2 separate regions of the Rattus norvegicus genome follow, and region 1 is linked to region 2. The links are chromatin contacts, called in public Hi-C maps. All regions are on one chromosome and are shown on one strand. The core of a region is the stretch at or near the end of the contact, and the rest is flanking DNA. Distances in the headings are between cores, read along the strand shown. Region 1 holds the start of Xpnpep1 (X-prolyl aminopeptidase 1). Region 2 overlaps Xpnpep1 (X-prolyl aminopeptidase 1).

Region 1 (4,005 bases), core at 516-3,015, 33 kb before region 2:
AGCCAGTCCCTTTGTTTACAGTCTCCCTCTGACTCCATAAGCTTGAGGAAATGAACAGACAGGTTGTATCTATCACACACATTCTTTTCTGGCTGGTCTAGGTGCTAGCCTAATACTAACTGGGACTTTCAGTCCTCCAGGACACATTTGACACAAGTGTACTAGGACTTCACCAAGGTCAATGTGGGGTGGGACACAGACCGGCCTTTAGAACAGGGTGCTCATTTTCATTTAGTGCCAGGTGTTGTTCTAAGGACTAGGGACATAACAATGAACAAGAGAGCCACTGTGCCGGAGAAGTGTGCAATCTGGGGACATTTATTTCTGCAGCAAACACGTGAGGATGGCTGTCAGCTACTGCCCATTTTTAAGCAACAGAAACAACTCCTGCACTGACAGCACTGTAGTATGTGTGTAGGGTAGAGATAAAGTGGGCAGACTGTCCTCAGAAGATAAACTCATGTGAACAACGGTAGAAGCTGTGGGAAAAAGAGCAGGCTCAGGGGGCCCGGGTGTGTCCGAGGGGTTTACAGCTTTTAAGGAAGGTTTCATTGAGGAGGTGACACTTGACAGGACTGTGAGTGTCAAAGATAGTGAAGGCCAGCTTAGGTGGAGTGAAGTGACCCTTGAGCTGTGATTAAGAAGTCTCACCCTGCATGAAATGGGGGCTGTCTTAGTTTCTTTTCCCATTGTTGTGATACAACATTCTGACAAAAGGAATTTGAGGGGTAAAGGGTTTCGTTGGCTTACAGTTCCAGGTTATAGTTCACCGAGGCAGGGAACCAGTCCTTACATCGGTAGTCAAGAGGAGAGAATAATGTATTCATGTTAGTCCTCTACTCATTCCCACCGATTTAGACGGCCTAGGATCCTCTGCCTAGGGAGTGGTTCTGCCCGTATAAAATAACACAAGACATCCTTCAGATAGGCCCATAGGCTGTTCTCTCAGGCGACTCTAGAGTGGTCAAATTGAGAGCAGTAAACACCACAGGACACCTCGGTTAAGTTTGGTCTGGCTACGGTGCAAGCGTCACAAAGGTGAGGTGGAAGTGACGTACCCTAGTCCGGTGACGGTGGAGATGACGGAACTGGGTGGGGCTACTTTGAAGACAGGGCCAAGCGCAACTTGGGCAGATGGGGCATGGACTGGGAAGAAGGCAGAGATTGCTTCAAGATTTTTGCCCTTAAAACATGGAATAGCCACCGATTGAGATGAAAAAGCCCCATGTGAAGATTGTTTTTTTTAAGGAGCTAGGTTTGAACGCTTTAACGCCTGGTAGTTGCCCAAGTGAAGTGAGTAGCCGGTTTTGAAGCTGTTTGGAAAAGTCATTTGGGGGACACCTCTAAGGTCTCAGCAAGTTGTATCCTGATCCAGTCAATGTCTCCAGGACCCTAAAATAGGATCTTGCAGAGCTGACCACGACTTTCCCGTCTTAGCTGACCTAAAAGCTGGAACAAACCAGAGAAGCATGCAGCTTCCTTAGCTGGCAAAACTCCGGTCCTCCTCCTTAAATGCAGGGTGGGAAGAGAACTGCGGACCAATCGGCGACTCTTCCAACTGGTTGCACAGAACACCACCCTCTCCAAGCAACAACAGTTCACAAGGTTTCGGAATTCTGACACTCGACCACGCCCCCTCCGGAGAACGGGCGGGGCTTACAACGGGGCGGAGTCTCTGCGTGAGCACGCCACAGGAGGAGGGGCGTGGCCTGCCCGGTGCGCGCGCCTGGCCGTCGGTGATCAGCTGGTCTGCGCTCCCCTGACGTGGGTTGGGGCACGTCACCGACGAATGGCAGCCTCCAGAAAGCCGCCGCGAGTAAGGTGAGGGGACTGTGCCGGCCGGCCGGCCGGCGTCCGGCGTCCGGCGCGCGAGCTGCACACCGGGAGGGTAGGGAAGAGAGGGCGAGGAGCGTCGGGCCCGTGGCCATCGGGGGCGCGGGTCCTGCCCGAGCGGGAACCGGGGACCGATCTGTGCAGCCCGGCAGGACTCAGCTCGCTTCCGGCGGGGCCCCGGGCACCTCCGGGCTGCCGGAGCCTGTCCAGGGACTAGTGTGACCGAGGAACTGCCTCGCCCCGCCGGGGCAGGCGGCGATCCTTACTACCCACGACCCTGAGGGGAGGCCCTGCTATTGCAGGAAGTTGGTCCCTCTTGGATCCATCCCGGGTACTCAGAAGTGATTGTGCCCCTGCCCACACCCTTCCTCCATGGCGGCAATCTAAAGTTACAGTCCTGATCATTCTGATGACTGCATTTTACCTCCTGATTCAACGCCCCCAACAGAGACAGCCGTGGGGCCCTCCCTACCCAAATGGTCTCAGGGGCTGTATCAGGAAGCATGGGAAAATCCACCAGGAGCCTGCTCTGGGTTCTTCTTGGACATAGGAAGTGAGAAGATATTTCTCAGACTCATGTTGAACATGTCTTAGTTGATCCCTCCCCACACAAACCAGGCACACTTAGGTATTTAAAGTGAGAGATTAAATACACAAAACCAGAATTAAAACTCTGTGGTGATGCACAGAAGCTTACCCATCCTCTCAGACCAGTTGAGTCTTGAATGAACACACACACACACACACACACACACACATACACACACGAAGCTCCGCAGCCAACTTGTGAAATTCTTGTGAGTGGACAGGTCTCAAGCCTACCTTGACCTAGACCTGGTCTTGTGACAGTGTGTTAAGCGCAACCAAGAAGTTTCTATGTGCACTGTGAAGGGAGGCGTGGGTGATGATACATGTGGATAGACCTTCCCGGAAGTTTTCTACTGGAAATAAGGCTAGGCAAGTGGATAATGATGTAATGTCAAAGGCTAGGAGGAAGCTTGAGGACTGTACCACAGCCATGGCTGGATCCACCGTCCCAGTATTGGGGGTGGTCTGTGAACATCAGATGGTAGGCTGAGAGAGGGAGGGTGCTGTTGAAGGAGGCTAATGGAGACGGGTGAGTGTTAGTGAAGCTGAAGAGAGAAGAACCAATCCTGGCCCCAGACTTGTCTTCACTCTTTCACTTCTAGCTCCAGTGTGCTCAGCTCTTGCTTCGGCAGACTTTTTCCTTGTTGCAGTCGCTGAAAGTTCTAGGCTGACAGTCATCAGAGACAGCCTTATGCTGGAGCAGAAGTCTTAGCTGTCAGTGTCACTGAACTGACTTGATTGTCAATACTATCTGAACTGGTCATTCGGACCAGAGGAGTGTATTTTCCAAGCCTGTATTCCTGATGTGCTGGGGTCCATGTGCTACATCAGTGATAGATACTCTGGCCAATCCCTTGGGACGAAACATATATACATTAAATACGGGGATTCTCAGAGCCAATGGTGGTGGTCATCACATCAAGACCAACGGGTTCCGAGTAGTGGATGACAATGTTGCCTTCTTTCCTACCCTAAGAACTTGTCTCATTTATCCCATTTCACTGGATACAATTTAGCACTTGGCTTGTATTTGGCCTCAGCTTGGGCACTAGAGATTCGCCATTCTTACCGCTTACTGAGACTAGAGTTAGAAGTCTGTTGTGGTTTCTTTTTTAAAAAGAGAAAGGGAGGCAGATGTAGAAGTTTGGAGCAGTTCTGGCCAAGGTGGGTACTTTATACAAAGATGGAGCCAGCAGTGCTCTACACAACCCATTCCCTTTAGCTTCTCCTGCTCTGGAGAAGGTCTGGGCTTCAGAAGTTCTTAGAAGGGGTAGAGAACACTGGGAGGGAGGAGAGCTGAGAGCCGGACTCTTCATTCTGTGCTCCTTTGTTAACTGAATCCTTGAAAGGCTTTACTAGTCACTGAGGTGCGTAACTGTCACTGGTGCTTACGGCATTTTTATCCCCAAATTCTCTGTTAGATTATTATTTGTGAATGTGTAGGCTTGCCTGGGGTTTATGTGCACCACATATGTGCAGGAGCCCTTGGAGGCCAGAAGAGGGCTTTGGGTCCACTGGAACAGAAGTTACAGCTACTTGTGGGGGCCCTGAGAACCCAATCCAGGTCCCCTGCAGAGAGCAGCA
Region 2 (3,645 bases), core at 762-3,261:
CAGATAGTCCAGGCTCAGTCACACTAGCCTCTATGTGCTAGCCCATGTAATTGCCAGTCTAACTGTACGTGCTGCCCTGTGGACTGTAAGTCCAACAGGGAGGAACTTGGTGTGTCCAGAGCCATAACTGCTCCAAGCAGTAGGACCCCTGGTAGATGCTGCGCCTGGTAGGTCTGGGTGCTGCGTAGGCCTTTGGGGGAGGCAGGCAGGGCTCAGGGCAGTCAGGGGACTTGGCAGAGTCGTCTTCCTTCTGTAGGGATGGACTCTACGCTGCACGCCTGCCGTGAGAAGTGGTACTGTGTGCGAGGGTTCAGCATAGCCTTCTCACCTGGCTTCTGACTTCCGAGGGTCATAGAGGAGGCAGACGCTCATTTGTTTTCTTACAGGCATCTCGTGGAAGGAGAAGGTTGCAGACCTTCGGTTGAAAATGGCAGAGAGGAGCATCGTGTGGTTTGTGGTCACTGCCCTAGACGAGATTGCATGTGAGTACTCTGGTTTCACTGCAGGGGCATTACCTGATCTCCTCCTTGGGCCTCTGGGAATCTGTGTTTGTGCCATTCAGCTCTGTGAATGGTGAGGGAATTCGTAACAGTGTCTTTAAATAAGAGAGCAAATGCTGGTTAGCACAAAGGAGGGAGCATTACAGTTGGAATAGGGATGGCCCACCTGACAGAACAGCGCACACACAGCCAGGGGCTCCTGGTGAATCCGGTGTGTGATGCCTGCCTCTGGCCTCGCAGTCTGAAGGACTGACTTCTCTGAGGAAGAATATTCTAAATATTTTTTTTTTGTGTTGCTCTCTCTTTATACTTAAATAGTTTCTAAGATCTTCACCGAGAGAGTATTCTAGTCAAGTTTTTACCTCAGAAAACTTAACAGGAAGGTCTTCTCTAGGTCCTGCCCCTTAATCTTCTGACTTTCCACTACCCCTGCTGTTCAAAACCTGTCCTCTCCCAGAGTTTGAAGGAGCCTGAGTGAAATGCTCTCTCCTGTCCTGCTCTGACTGGATTTGATTCAGGGAGGCTTGGAAGAGGCTTTTGTGCATTTTATCTCTCCACTGGAGGAAGAAAGCCCACTGGGGATGTCCCGCCTCTTCCGTCCCCAGACTTTGTCAGATGTCTGTGATTGTTGTCTCGAATTAACCCTGCCTCAGAGGGAAAAACACACAAAAGTGCTTTCTCTCTTTGAAAATAAAACAAATATGTCCCTATTTTGGAGACCCTCTGAAGTGCAGAGGAAGTAGAAGAAAAATAAGATTCACTCACAAGCCTTTTCCCTAGTGACAGCCATTGTTGACATTTCTGTGTATCTGTCATTCAGCCTGGTGTTCTAGACGTGTCAGTGTGCTGGGAACAAATATAAACGCAATTTAAGCATTAAGAATCCCCTCAAATGGTGGTGCTAAGGTCTGCCTGACAGCTTCCATTTGGAGGCCTTTGCGCTATCTCCAGCTTCTCCATAAGTTACTGTGGTTCTCTCGTCCGGAGCATGGCTCATACTCACATATCTCAGTTTCTGGTCATTTTGCCTTCCTATTTCTGGTTGATTTTGTGGGTACTCTTGTGAGTGTGAGGGTGAGCGTGTGGTGGGACTTCTGACACATCCATTCTGTCACACGTCAGCAGCCCCAAGTCCCTTCATTTCAGAAGGAGGTAGTAAAGCCCGATGGGAGGCAGGCCTCTAACCCAGCACTTGGGAGGCAGAGGCATGTGAATCTGAGTTCGAGGCCAGCCTGGACCACCTAGCAGGTTCCAGGCTGTCTACGGCTACACAATGAGACCTTGTCTCCAAAAAATAAAACACTCAAGAGTCAGTATGAGGTTAAACCTTTCTACTTTCTTTGAGAAGCCATTATTTTAACATAGAGGGGGCGGCTGCTTTTTGTACTTGGCCTTTTCGCTCCCTTATCTTTGAGAGCAAGCATTGGAGCGGCAGCCAGGCCCAGAGCTGCACTGTCTGCTTGTCTGTTAGGCTTCTCAAGTGTTCGGTGACCTCATCAGACTCCAGCCCCTGGCTCAGGGCAGGTCCTCCACCCAGCCCAGTAACAGCCCACTGTGGCTGAGCCACAGCCTCCTGACTCACGACTTCCGGCTCTGAGGAGAGCTCTGTGTAGGTGGAGCTCAGTGGGGTCTCTATGTCACCACCTCCACTTCAGACTTTCTGTCCTAGGTCGTTTGCCTTGGAATAGAGAGATTGCATGTGTCCCCCTTATATTTGAGGGGGTCAGAGTCTGTTTGCAGCAGCGCTGAGCTTGGCAGATTCCCACAGTCAGTTACCAGTTTCAGCTCTTTGGGGGACACTGGTTATGACTTTTTGATCCTACTCCCTCCTCAGGCTTGCAACATGGCCAACTAGGAAACAGTTCTGGCGCCATCAGGTGGCCGACACCAGCATCTGCAGCTCAGTCGTGGAACCCTGAGAGATGTGGAATCCTTTGATAGGAGCTGAATTCTAAGCAGAAACTCCTCCCTCCCCAAAAGCTACCTGTAAAGCCTGACCCTGGAGCCAGGCATTGAAAGGAACCATTTTAAAGAAATTGCTTTCCTTTTTAGGGCTGTTCAATCTCCGAGGGTCAGATGTGGAGCACAACCCGGTGTTTTTCTCCTACGCAATCATAGGACTAGAGAGGATCATGTAAGTGCTCTCTCCCACCCAGATACCCCCTCCTGGCCCTCACCCCACCGTTGCTATGCTTGCTTTCTCACTTTAGAACTCCTCCTTCATCCGCTTGTCCTTGCCTGTCCTAACAGGTGTTTGCTTTAATCCTGCCTTCCCTCTAAACCTCTAAATGTCTTGAAATCTACAAAATTATTTATAGTAACACAAGACTGAGAAATAAGTGTGTGAGACTATCAGAGCACAGATGCTGTGAGGTTCTTCATGAGGTTCCTGCTGTGTGATCTGGCCCAGGCCACACAGGTTTCAGGTTTCCCAGAAGGCAGTGCGGAGGGAGCAGCATAGGCTTAGCTGTATGGTTCTGGACCCCAGGCGTCTTAAAGGTCAGCAGCAATATGGGGAATCATGGTCTATGGTCTGCTGTCTTGCCAGTTTTACCACTTCAGACATTACTTTCAGGCTAACGTCATTGTCTTTCTGTTGAATGGGATTATAGTTCTTTGCTCTTGTGATAGAACACTCTGATTGGAAATAACTTAGGGGAGGAAAGGATGACCTTGACTTACACTTCATGCCACAGTCCACCATTGAGGGGAACCAGGGCAGGAACTCAAACAGGAGCTTGAAGCAGGGCCTTGTTTAGCTGGCTTTCTCTCTTTCTTTTTTCTTTTCTTTTCTTTTCTTTTTTTTTTTTTAAAGATTTATTCATTTATATGAGTACACTGTCGCTTTCTTCAGACACACTAGAAGAGGGCATTGTTACAGATGGTTGTGAGCCACCATGTGGTTGCTGGGAATTGAACTCAGGACTTCTGGAAGAACAGTTGATGCTCTTAACCACTGAGCCATAGCTGGCTTTCTTATATAGCACAGAATCACCTGCCTAGGGAATGGTGCCACCTGCAGTGGGCGCATGCCTAAGGAATGGTGCCACAGGCAGAGGGCTGGGCCCTCCTGTATCAACTGAACCAAGACAATCTCTCAGAGATTTACCCAGTAGCCAATCATTTTGGCCTGTCCTCAGCTCAT

The links. A called contact is a pair of places that touch in the nucleus more often than the background predicts.
Region 1: a contact with region 2 is called in a Hi-C map of mammary epithelial cells, with 2.4 times the contacts expected there. The contact joins the promoter of Xpnpep1 here to the enhancer-like site in region 2. A contact is called at or near these places in 6 of 12 Hi-C or Micro-C datasets (Schwann cells, kidney, liver and 2 more).

What each region holds. Positions count from the first base shown.
Region 1 is chr1:262,054,576-262,058,580 of GRCr8, reverse strand. Xpnpep1 (X-prolyl aminopeptidase 1) reads left to right here and starts at 1,765. Exons shown (of 21, transcript NM_001398660.1): 1 at 1,765-1,821. The coding sequence starts at 1,790.
Region 2 is chr1:262,022,402-262,026,046 of GRCr8, reverse strand. Xpnpep1 (X-prolyl aminopeptidase 1) reads left to right here. Exons shown (of 21, transcript NM_001398660.1): 8 at 387-482; 9 at 2,553-2,634. Among named protein-coding and RNA genes, the nearest start is that of Xpnpep1, 33 kb to the left of the region's middle. Within about 2 kb of position 2,011, at least 29 of the 93 cell types and tissues checked have an H3K27ac peak or open chromatin away from gene starts, as enhancers often do. A contact at or near this core is called in Schwann cells, where this site is marked.